Regions from separate parts of the Anser cygnoides genome. Here region 2 is linked to region 1. The links are chromatin contacts, called in public Hi-C maps. All regions are on one chromosome and are shown on one strand. Each heading gives the region's core, a stretch centred on a gene start, on an enhancer-like site or on the middle of the called end of the contact. The rest is flanking DNA. Distances are from core to core; before and after follow the strand shown. Region 1 holds the start of PDK4 (pyruvate dehydrogenase kinase 4). Region 2 holds the start of SLC25A13 (solute carrier family 25 member 13).

Region 1 (6,010 bases), core at 907-3,406:
AAGTAGAGTATATGATTGAAAGCTCAATGAAACAAATGTATAACTTACTCAGATAATACTTTCTGGTCATCTGGGCTTTTTTGATGGAACTCAACCAGCTCCATTAGACTCTGGATGTACCTATTAAAAAATAAAATCAAATGAATAGGATATTTCATTAGTCTAGGAACAGAAAAGATACTTATTGTCCAACTTATTACTCTCAACAAGTCAGCTAAGAGTCCAAAATATCTGAAGTATCAAAGTTCCATCTAAGCATGGAAACACAGTCACTTCTGCCTGAACTGTAGAAGTCATGCAAGTCTTCTCATGCCTGCCACCCAGACAAGAATTTAAAACATCACTTTAACATTGGCTCCTCTTACAGTTTTAGAGAAGAGGGGCATTCCAAAAGAAGATCCAAATAATAAGTAATAATGGAAGCCACCTGAGCAAAAGTTTTCCAAGTCTAATCAGCTTTGTCACAAGCTAAGCACTTGAGCCTCTTTGCTGATGTCTGACAGCCTTGACGCATATTGTAAAGGCACAACTGTAGTTTGCCAGATTAAGAACGTTTCTGGATCTTACTCTACTGCTTTTGCCCTTTGCGTCAGCCTTCTTTGCAAGTGCTGCAGTTGTGCCAGTAGAGCAAGGTTAAATCAGATCCAATCACTCTGTCAACCACAAAGTGAACGTTAACTGAATTCTAAGCTGCATCGGCCAAGGCAATTTGCTACAGAAGTTCTGCTAGCAATTCCATCAGTGAGAGACCCAAACAAGAATATAGCCAGCTCTTCCATTTCCATGTAACTCTGAGGGTCTGTGCATGTTATGTGAGAATAGAGCACTGTCTTCTCACTTCTTAAAAAGTGGAAAGAAGTTTGTTCTAACAGCAAGCTTTAAACTGTTAAGTTAAGAGATGTTTTAAAAACAACAACATGACCATATTGGGTTTTCAATTTAATTTTAGCATGCTACTCAAGTGTAGAACAGCTTGCAATTAAGCTTTGATGAATGAACTGCATTTCTAGTTTATTTTGTTACTGTCGTCTGTTATTCAAAATAGTCTATGACAACAAAGTTGTTGGAGCTGTGTTATTCTACGGGCCCAATTCAAGCAGTTCTTACTTACCAGCTTTTTACTAACTGCACTGATGGCGTGCTTAGCAATTTGTCGGGGAGAAGATCGATTTCCCTCAGTATGTTTGCAAACCTCACGGGAAGTTCTTGTCTCAGAAAGGCAAAAGAAGTTCTCTCGCATCCATTAGTTGAGCCTACAAAACAAATCCAACCAAATAAAATGTTTTGTGTTGGGGGAAAAAAAGAAATCACAAGTATAAATTGTTGTCTTTCTGCAGACTTGAGGACTACAATCCTTTGCAATCATCATGCTACTACTAGCCAGATCTCCTGCGTGTGGGTTTGCAGCACAGCAGGACACCGCCCATCCCCGGGAGGCATGTTTGTAGGTTTCCCGTTTTGACAGGGGGACTTCGTAATCCTCCGGGAGAGCCGCTGCAGCCCTGTAAACACGGGCTCCTTCAGGACAGCGCCGCGTGAGAGCGGGCTCGGCGGCTGCCAGCAGGGAAACGGGAGCCGGGTACAGGCTGTTCGCTCGGCCGGGACAAGCCGCACGCCTCCTCCCGGACAACGCGTGCCGCTCGGCACGAAAACATCCATCAGCCGACCTCGCTGCTGTTGTCCCCCCGCCCCCAAATCCCATTAAGGGCCCCAGAAGAGAGCCGCAGCCCAGCTCCGGCGCTGACGCGGGCCGGCATCGCCTGGCAACCGGCGCGGAGCCCTCGGAGGGCGCCTGAGGAGAGGGGTGGCGGCGCCTCCCCCCACCCCCGCCACCGCTGCCACCCGCCCGGCCACCCAGCCACCCACCCCCCCGGCCCCAGGGCGAGCTCGGAGCGGCTCCGGGGCTCTCACCGAAGTCCAGCAGCTGCTTGATGGAGAGCGGCGAGGGGGAGAAGCGGGAGAACTGCTCCACCTCCCGCGGCAGCCGGCTGGCGCTGCCTCGGCTGGCGCTGCCTCCGGCCGCCCCTGCCAGGGGGGCCGCGCTGCGCAGGGCGATGCGGGCCGCCTTCATCGCTGCGAGGGGTCGCTCGGGATCGCTGGGGATCGGTTGGGATCGCTCGGTTGGGATCGGTCGGGCTGTAGCTGCCCTGTGGCGAGCGGCTGCAGCGCCGCCCCTAAGTAGAGCCCGCGGCGGGCGGGGCTCCGGCAGGCCCGGCCCCGCTGCCCATGACGGGACATCCCCTCACGGGCGGCTCGTGACGGCCGCTGGCGGAGCTCCCTCGGCCCCTGGCACCGAGCCCCGGCCGCTGACCTTGGGTGTGTGGGGCCGGGGCACGGCCGGGGAGGCTCCGGGAGGCCCCCGAGGGGCGGCGGGCCGGGGGGTGCTGCCCTGCTGCCGGCCCTGAGGGCACGCTGGTGGAGGGGATAACCAAACGGGGAGCCACCGGGAGGTGTGCAGGCTCCTTCGGTGCTCTAAATGCAGGGGGTACTGCGGGTGTTAAAAGTCCCGGCTCTGTGTGGAGAGTACACTGAAGCACGAAGGGAGCAAAAGTAGATCCTAAGCACACAGTTTGACATGTAGGTCATCGCCATGACCTGGGTTAGCAGTGACCAAATACCTGCAGACAGCTGCTTTGGTGATGCACTGGCTGCAAATCGCCAAGTGACCCTTATTTACTCTTTCTAGAGCTGACCTAATAATTGATCGGCTGAACCACTCTCTCACTATTAGTTTATCTTCCAGGGTCACAGATGAGCTGGGAAAAGTCTCAACAACTTTCCTCTTTAGTGGAAAGAGAACCTGGAAGTCCAGCATTGCCTGGGATTTTCCCAGGCCGTTGGGTCTACGTCACCAAAGACAGAGTTTGCATAGCGTAACTTTCAGCAGAGGAGTTCCTGACATCCCGAATCTCTATCATTAACAGCAGGACCATGTAACGATAAAACAACAATACAAAATAATCTAGCTCTAATACACACATATAACTTACCAGTCCGATTGTAATATATATGTTTATAGACAGTGCTGTATGCATGTTTGTATACATATACACAAATATGTATGCTTTTTCATGGGAAGCAAGACACATTCCTAAAAAGAAATCCACATACTTTAATATGCAGTGGAAAACACTTTAGCTTATCACTGGATATGTTTTTGAAGCTTTATCTCGTTTTTGTCTTCCTAGTCATTACATCTATTATCCCTGCCTAGTGTTCTACTTCCCTAGTACTCGCTGGTTTATTATTTTATTGCTCCCCATAGGGTAATTGCTCTGTTATTTTTCCAACAGGTAGATCAGGTTTTACCACAGAGGTAGAATGTTGGCATATGAAATGTGAAATAAAGCAAAATAAAGACACCTAATGATAGCAAACATAACCTTTCTGATTTTTCTTGTGTTTGCCTGAAGTTGAAAATCTGGGAAAGGATGATGGGGTTTGCTTTTGACTGCTTTAACTTTGCTTGCCTGCAAGTTCCAGATGACTCTTGAAGTGAAAATATCCCACAAAGTTGTTTTAATTATGGAGCATGGGTATGACAGCCCTTTTTTTGCTTTAGGTTTTTCCTAAAGCTACTAATGAAGGCAAAGCAAGAATCTCAGGATTAACATTTTGCAATAAAATCTAAGTTAAGAAAATCCTCTACACTAGGTAGTTATTCTAATTTATAAGGTCACTGCTTCTGTTCCTATTGAGATACTTTATTTTAATTTACTGGCTGGTGACCCTGGTTAGTATAAGAAACTTGAATTACCTTTTGAGTAGACTTACTACGCTCTCTATTCTGAATAGAAGAACGTTTATTAGAAATAATTCTAAATATTCTCATAATAATTATTCTCAGAATAATTCTCATAGTTTTTCTGGTAGTTAAATGTCATAAGGGATGAACAAAAATCTTGCATGCTCAGTTTAGCTCGTAACAAACAGTACAACTGTAGTTGCAGGAAATATAGGAAACGTTGCCTTCCTCAATTAGTGAAAGGGCAAGGCTCCAGTAACTCAAAACTTGGAAGCTTTTCAAAACAAAACAAACTTCTACAAGAATGTTATATACCAGCAGCCCAACAACTAACAGAGCTTTATTACTCTGGAAGAAGTGTGTCTCCTTCATAATGCAAATTTGCTTCTCACTGTATATGATAGGTCATACGTTGCAGTAGCTTCTGAGCAATACAACTTTTCACTCATGTAAACAGAAATAATACATTCGGGACACAATTGCTTGAGTATTGGCCAAGAAAGCTAATTTTTATGTGTGAAGATAACACTGTATGGGGATTCATTGTCAGCCAAGCTGCATGTCAAGAAGACTAGGCTGTGAAAGTTGAACCAGTTCAAATAACTCTGCCATCTGTCCCAGCTAAAGTACTGTTTGTTCTCACTTTCTTTCCTCCCTAAACCACCATTTCCCTCTCCTCATGAAGCCCCTGTGCACATGACAGCTATAAGTGCTGGTGTCAGGGAACAGCATTTTGCTAGTGAGGAACAGTGTCAGATTCTAACTGCAGCATTCATTGGATATGGTCTAATTTCTGCTATTTTAATATTTTGTTTCTCTTCTTCTGAACTGCCCTGGGGCGTGTTTTGAAAGGCAATAATAATGCTCTCCGTCACTCAGTCACAGCCTAGCCAGTTTTGCTGACTATCCTAAAGGAAATGGAGCTATGTGAACACTGCTTTTTTAGCACAACAGTGAGGTCCAGACCAGTCAAATGATTGACGTGTGGATTCCTGTCCATTTGTCCCCTAAATGCCATCCATTGCAATCAGCTGTGTCCCTCCTCTATTTTCCGTATGCCATCCGGGTGCCGGAGACACAACGTGCTGCACTTAGGTCAGAGCAGTGTTCCTGGCAAGCCAGGATACGTGACAAGTGGCTGTGCTGCTGGTGTCTGATAGAAGGTCTCTTGGCTGTTTTTACCTTACCTTTTCTTCTGGGGTGACACAAATTTAAGGCTCTTCTCCCTAACCCAGCTGCCAACGAGTGCTAGAAGCACAACGTGCTGTTCTGGCGTGACACCTCTCCTGACCAGCCAGGATATGTGTGATGACAGCTGGCGGGGTTGCTGCTCTTTAGCAGAACGAGCTTTGGATGAGTTTCTCCTGCCTTTTCCTCAATGTGGACCAAAATGTGAATCCCTCCTCCCTAAACCCTCTGCCAGTTTGCACAGTTAGTGGGAAGGCAATTATCTGTTCAGATTTGGCTGCAATGGGCCAGTGGTTAGGAGGGCTGGTTGGCCAAACGGGTCAGCAGGCAACGCTGAAGTTCTGAAGTTCTTCCCCTTAGGGAACCAGAGGAACCTCCCCACATCTTCTAGGGACAGAGACGGCTTCTAGGTCAGCATTTTTAAGTAAGGGTAAACAATGACCCAGCGTGAGCGGTATGTCAGGGTGGAAACTAACAGTACCACTAGGAAGTTTTGAATGTAAATGGAAGCAATGGTCTGGTGACTGAAGGGTGTGAGTTGTACCTCAGCACTCCGCGAAATTTCCAGCAGCACTGCGGGCACAGGGCTCCCCCCCCCCCCCGCACTTACGCGATGGGATTGATACTTTAATCCGGCGACACGTTTGTGTTCTAAATATTTATGCGTTCCACCGGGTGGAAAAAAAAGTCAGAAATAGCCCCGCAAACAAGGGTCATATCTTCCTGTTCTCGTCTTTCTATCGGCCGCCAGGAGCTGCCGAGGGCTCCCGGCCCGACCGAAATAGCAGAAGTAGGTGAAAGTTTGCGGCGCGGCACACAAACAGGCTGACGGGCCAGGCCCTGCCGCCGAGTTCAGTGAGGGAAAGGTCGTGCTGCTCCGGCGCTTGCGCCACCTCATATCTCCCAAAAGTCAAGAGTACAGTAGCTGGATCGCTTTCCTCCCGCGGCGCTGGCCGGCAGCCTGCCCGCAGCTGTAAACAGCCTTCAGCACGCCCGTGGCAGCTGGGCGGCCCCAACTGGGAGACACCCTGACTTCTGGTCGTCATTCGTGTCTGAAACGTTGCGTTCGCCGCTTCA
Region 2 (6,010 bases), core at 2,376-4,875, 330 kb after region 1:
CAGTTCTTCAACAGATTTATGCATGCACTTAGAATTAAGCATGCAAGTAGTCCCACCAGATACTGATGTAAGGTTCATGCCTGTACTCAAACAGTCATTTTACAACTAGTTTTTTCAGCATGTGACATTTGTGTTACACTTTGTTGGTAAGACAGTAATTTTTAAACAAGCAACTTATAGATCCTAGATAATTGAGGCAACCAGTACGTGCCCAATGGATAAAAGTTCACACATGCACAGAAATTAATTACATTAGAAAACGAGAGAGATACCACAGTATTTAAAGATGTTATCCTATATGAGTACTATGTGGTTCAATACAAATGCCGAAATTTATTCACATGCTGTCCATAGCAGAGATGAAGTTTAATGGTGAACAAGTGCTTTCATGCAAAGCCCATGGTGTTTTACACAGTTTCTAAGCTTTAATGAGTCGACGGAAATTAATCAAGTTCAGAATTTGCTTTAATACAATTTTTAGCTTTTTAATGTAGCTTGTTGGTTATGAAATATGAAGCTTATATATATATATATATATGCATACTTTCTCCCATTATAAATATCACTTCCTGGCCTCCTGAAGGTGAACAGATAAAGTAGCAAAGTGGCAAAGGCAAAATCAGGTGTGGGAACAGGTTCCATTGAGAACTATCTCAGAACCTCTCCCTGAAAATAAATTTATATTTTAACAAGCAGTAGGGCTTTTAAAAAGATCCCGAGTCGCACTTTGCACATGCATGATACAGCTGCCACAGCCAGCACGCTGTACCAGCATGCGAGCCAGGGCAGCTCACGTTCACTCAACAGGCACGGTCAAGTTAGCTGTAAGATACACACGGGATGAATAGCAAGTGGCATTAGCTAGATTATGTAACTTGTCTTTTTAGATGTGTCTAAAGGGCAGACAAAACATTGTGCTTGCATTGTTAAACACTCAAAAATCAAGAAATAAAGCATGAGACACTGTGTACACGTTCCTTACTGCTCTATACGTGCGCTACCATGAAGACTTTCCACATAGCCTGTGTTCTGTGCAGTTCAGAGAACGAAGCCAGCACTTAACGATAACTTAGTTATCAATGGGGTAAAAATCTACTAGAACATCTCAACTATAGTTTTCACTGGAAATTTGCGCTAATATAATTTATTATAAAGTTTTTGAAAACATTTTCAGAAAATGCTTCCAAAGACTCCCAAAAGCCATTTACGTGTAACAGGTATAAAAACTTATACACTGTATAAACACTGTATAAGTTGTATGACACTAAGTAACAGTGGTGAAAATTATATGGCCCTGTGATCCACATTACAGATTCCACACAAAAAAAGCTCTGCCCATTTCTTGATACCTGAGTGCTTAACTATGCTGCCTTAACAGTATCCCATTTGGGTTTTCCTCCTGACAGACCGAATTCCTAGAGTCCACTTAAAATGTCAACAGTGGCATTTTGCAAGTGAAGAACAATTACATTCAGTTTCAAAGCCTCGTATGCCTAAGATGGTATAATTAAAAAATTAAAGGAAGCGGTCATGCAGGATACTGGCAAGGAAAAGGTACCAAAGGAATTTTAGAAAAATCATTCAACTCACCAGTCCATTGTTTGGCTGAGGTGAAAAAGGCAAACATTACTGAGATGCATCAGTGAGGAAGTTAGAACACAAATCAAGGCCCATGCCTGCAAGCACATGTGAATAACTTCAGGCCCAGAAGCTGTTTGTGTGGCAAAGTTATTCATGTGCGTGCTTGCAGAACCTGAGCTCAGACGTTACCGTTAGAGTACAAAACGCTACTTACATTTTGTCGCTGACTACAATAAAAATAGAAAGTCACCTGTGTTTAACAGTTTAACAGCAACCATTTCACCTCAAAAAGATAAAAACCCTTCAAGTCTCCCAAGGTAACTTAATAATTAATCCATTCTGGCTGCTCCCAGTTCTACCATGTGTTGCTTTTTTTTTTTTAACATAGGTCATTCAAGACCACACGTAGAAGCTTTCCTCCGAAGCTACCTGAGGGCTGTAAAACCTTCAGTACAAAGTGCTGTATCTCTGTCTTGCAATGCACCAAGGAACTTTATGACGCTAGTAACAACCGAGTGTTTGTTTTATTAGGTGTCTCTTTGCCAAGCTGGACGTAATCTGAAACGTACCATATTCAGCCCAGTTCCTCCCTAAGCATTTAGCCTTTCCAGTACGCTGTTGGAAAGATTTTGGCGATCTGGCCTCTATGATAAACCAAAGTAAAAGGCCACCATGCAAACGTGTGGCATGGGGTACCTCATTAGACAAACACTAGCTATGTATACAGCATTTTAAAAACATATTTGAGTAGTATAGGTTCATTTGGATTGCAGATTACGAACTGCTTTGTAGAGAGGAAAAGATGATGTAGGAAAAAAACCGCAGATGTTTCATAAATTGAGTGAACTGAAGACTCAAGTGTTTTTACAGCAAGAGTTTCATGATGGAACTGATACGCTGTGCACATGGACCAGCGGGCAACTAATAATAATAATAAAAAAAGCATGATAGGACTGCTAAGATTCTCTAATAACAAACATTAGGTTGGGGGGTGAGTATTTCATATACCATGGCAAAGAGGAATCGTGTACTGTCCAACCCCCTAAAGTAGGATGTATTTCAGACAAGCCAAGTTCTCAGAGAGCTGGATGTCGCCCGGAGCAGCTCTGTCACGGACTTACTGAATGGGACCCGGAGCGTGGATCTCCAGCCAGTGTCTGAGCATGCATGTGTTTGCTTGGCTCTGCCGCTGCAAGCCTTACTTTTTGATGTTTCTTCAATTTAAGTGTCATCACTGGCTTCAACAAGAGCAGGACGAGAGCTGCTGTTTGTTTTTTTTTTTTAAACGTCTCTGTATTCAAAACCAGATGTATTGGCTACATGGTGTTTTATGTAAGTCAGGCCTAGCGAAACAGCAGTGCCACAGCTAAATCTGCCATTAGAGTACCTACTTTCAACGCGGCCTTCACCCATTAGCTGCTAGCTAACTGCCTTTTGGGGGGGGGGGGGGGGGTGGAAGCGTGTTATTAAAGACCCGATTAAAACATTTCGGGTATTTATTCTCCTGGAGCGGCACGAGGGCCCACCGCGAAGGTAAGCGGCCGCCCGGTGCAAGAGGGAGAAGCGGAACCGGCGGCGGACCGCGCGCGGCAGCGAGGAGGGGCCGGCTCCCGGCACAGCTGAAGGGCACAGGAGGCGAGCGGGGGCTGCCGCTGCGCGGAGGCCTCAGCGCGGGCAGCACCGGGCCGGGAAGCGACCGGGCCCCGCCGCGGCTCCCTGGGCGCCCTGCGGGGCCGCGGAACCGCTCGGGGCCGCCCCCGCCGCCATCCCCGTCCCGCCGCAGGCCTGGAGCCGGGCGCCCGGCGGCCTCCCCCGCTCCCCTCCTTCCCCTCTGCCCTTGCCGGCGCCGCGCTCCGCCGAGGCCGGTGCCGAGGCGGCGGCCGGCGGGCTCCCTCCGCAGCCCCTTCCCCGCCGCCCAGCCCGCCCGCCCGCGGTGCCTTACCTTGGCAGCCATGCTGTGCCCGGCGCAGCCACCCCCTTCCTTCCCTTCCCTCCCCTCCCTCCTTCCCTTCCGACCGCGGCAGGCAGCTTCCCCGCCTGCGCACCAGCCCGCCAGCGCCGGCCGTCAGCGCTCTGCCAGGCACGGCGCTCGGCCCATTGGCTGCACGCCTCGGCCCGGCTCGGCCCGGGGCTGCCCCGGGGAGCGGGGCCCGCGGGGGCCGCCTCAGGCTCACCGCCGTCCTCGTAGGGAGCGCAGGCTTCGCCTTCGGCTTCCCGTTTATTTGGCTCCTCGCTGCTGCCAAGGGGCTGGGAGGCCCGGACAGCTGCTAGAGAGAGGCCCCGATAACTTTTTGGTCCGTTACCGACCCCAGCTTTTAGTCCCGGGGCATTTTTCGGCTGTGCTCGGAGGGAGGACGCCAGGACGAGCGGCTGAAGGATGCCGTCCCAGCGCGCAGCGCTGTGGCAACCATGTTGGCACGGCTCCTCTCGACAGCCCCGCTCTCCTGTCCCGAGCTTTCCCTGCCCATGAGTCAGACAGGCTGCTGTTTGAAGGATGTTTAACTCAGCTGCCGTATCCCAAGACTTTAGTCAGAGGTGTCCTGAGAGCGAGAGAACCAACAGAATTTCATCGATACAGTTTTAGAGCCTAGCTCTGGACGTGACATGCAAGAATTTCGCTGATACGGTTTTAGTGCCTGGCTCTGGACGTGACGTGCAAGCACCCCAGTGAGAATCAGCGGCTGTGCCCAGAACGACCACAGGCACGGCATGCTCGGCCTCGCAGACGGCCTGCACGCTGCCTACAGCCAGCCTGCCGGGCCGGGTTTGGCTGCACACCGTTTGGCAGCACACCATTTGGCACGCCGGCCCCAGCCGCCATGAGGGCGATCGCTGGCCCTGCCGATGCCTGTTCTCACTGGCTTCGTGGCCTCTGGCTCCTGGGGAAATTTTAGGCTGGCCGCAGGTGGGTAGTGCAGGCAGAGAACTTGACACATGCATGAAACTAACATCATATAAACCAGAGCAATTAACCCTTGAATTGATTGTCGTCAATTGTCTTAAAGTGAGACAACAGAGAAATGAAAGGGACTCATAAACTCATCTGCCCTTCCCCTCTATATATCTTTGGAGGATGGCTCTTTTACTTCATCTGTTTTCCGTAAATTAATGACTTTTTGATTTTCAGCAAATGTTACAGTCTTCTGTGTACCTGAGAAGTTTCTTCCATCACCTGTGAGACCTGACAGCGTACCTCCTTTACTTCTCAACAGTCTTCCAGTTTCTGCTTGTTGTCAAACCCTCCCACTTGCTGGATTCTCTCCCTCTTCTGCCTGTCCTGCATCCTTGTTCCTGCTGCATGTGCACAGCTCTCTCTGAGAAAGCCCAGCCTTTCCCTTCTTCCTAGTTCTCTCTGACCTAGAAAACAGCAGTCAGGACACAGCAGTCTTGGAGCCCTCCTCCAGCCACACCTTTTCAAGTGAACACAAAGAACAGATTATGTAGTTTCTATCTGCAAACCACTGGATGAATAAATACTGTCACCTTGTCACAAATGAATAGATAATAGCAGTCCATTTATAAGCAACAAAAACAATCTCAGATTATTTTAATAATGCCACTAAGGAAGCAAAAATTACAGAGAGAAAAAAATAGCATAACAATTGTCTTAGAATACAAATATAACATTCTGTGAATATACAGAAACAAGGATATTTAGATGCAAGGCTGAAAATCTGTCCTATTGAGCTTTATTTTTGTGAAAACACGCTTCAATGTAATGTTTTTTTCAAAACTGAGACAGCTAAGAAAATTCCTACAGTTCTCACATTATACTGCCACATGGTCTTGAGCCCATTATCAAGGAAAAACACAAACAACCTGCATATGTTTCAAGTAGACTGGCGGTAATAGTCAAAGAAGTAAATAAAAAGCAGTGACTCTGGAAAGCCTCTTTCAACTGTTCCCTAAATGTGACAGCACCCAAGCTCTTCTAGCACTTCATTTCTCAGTCTTTCAGAGCTCTGAGTGCCTGAAGTCCTGAGCAAGCCTTCAGCAGCGTCTTGGTCGTGACAAAGCTGGAAGGTCATTGCCTACCTTGTATGAAAACCTGAGTGCAATCAGCATAAAGGTTTCAGCAGGTATCTGTCCACGTCTAATGCACATGCACAGGCCCAAGTTCTTTATCTTCCTATAAAAGGCAGTGAAGTCTAATGTTCGCTTTTGAAATGGCATGTGATATGGCTGTGGTAGATTACAGCATTCTCTCTGGCTGCATAAGCAACTTGTTTTCAAAGTCCTCCGTTGACTTAGGTTAGATTCAGACCCATGTTTCATATTCCTTTCAGTATGTTTTAACCACAAAACCATAGACTGCTCTAGGGAATAGAGGAGGAACATTTATCATTCTTTTTAGCGAAGCTGTGTCATTGTACGGAAGAGAATCCAAGATCAGCTGGATCAGAGAGAAGCATGATTATTCTGTGTGGTA

What was found. Hi-C and Micro-C count contacts between places; a contact is called where the count stands out from the background.
Region 2: a Hi-C map of liver shows a contact between it and region 1, with 4 times the contacts expected there. The contact joins the promoter of SLC25A13 here to the promoter of PDK4 in region 1. A contact is called at or near these places in 2 of 7 Hi-C or Micro-C datasets (both in liver).

Annotation. Positions count from the first base shown.
Region 1 is chr2:26,648,927-26,654,936 of Taihu_goose_T2T_genome, forward strand. It overlaps PDK4 (pyruvate dehydrogenase kinase 4), which reads right to left and starts at 2,157. Exons shown (of 11, transcript XM_013183478.3): 1 at 1,912-2,157; 2 at 1,112-1,253; 3 at 49-120. The coding sequence starts at 2,071.
Region 2 is chr2:26,974,970-26,980,979 of Taihu_goose_T2T_genome, forward strand. SLC25A13 (solute carrier family 25 member 13) reads right to left here and starts at 3,626. Exons shown (of 18, transcript XM_066991743.1): 1 at 3,524-3,626. The coding sequence starts at 3,535.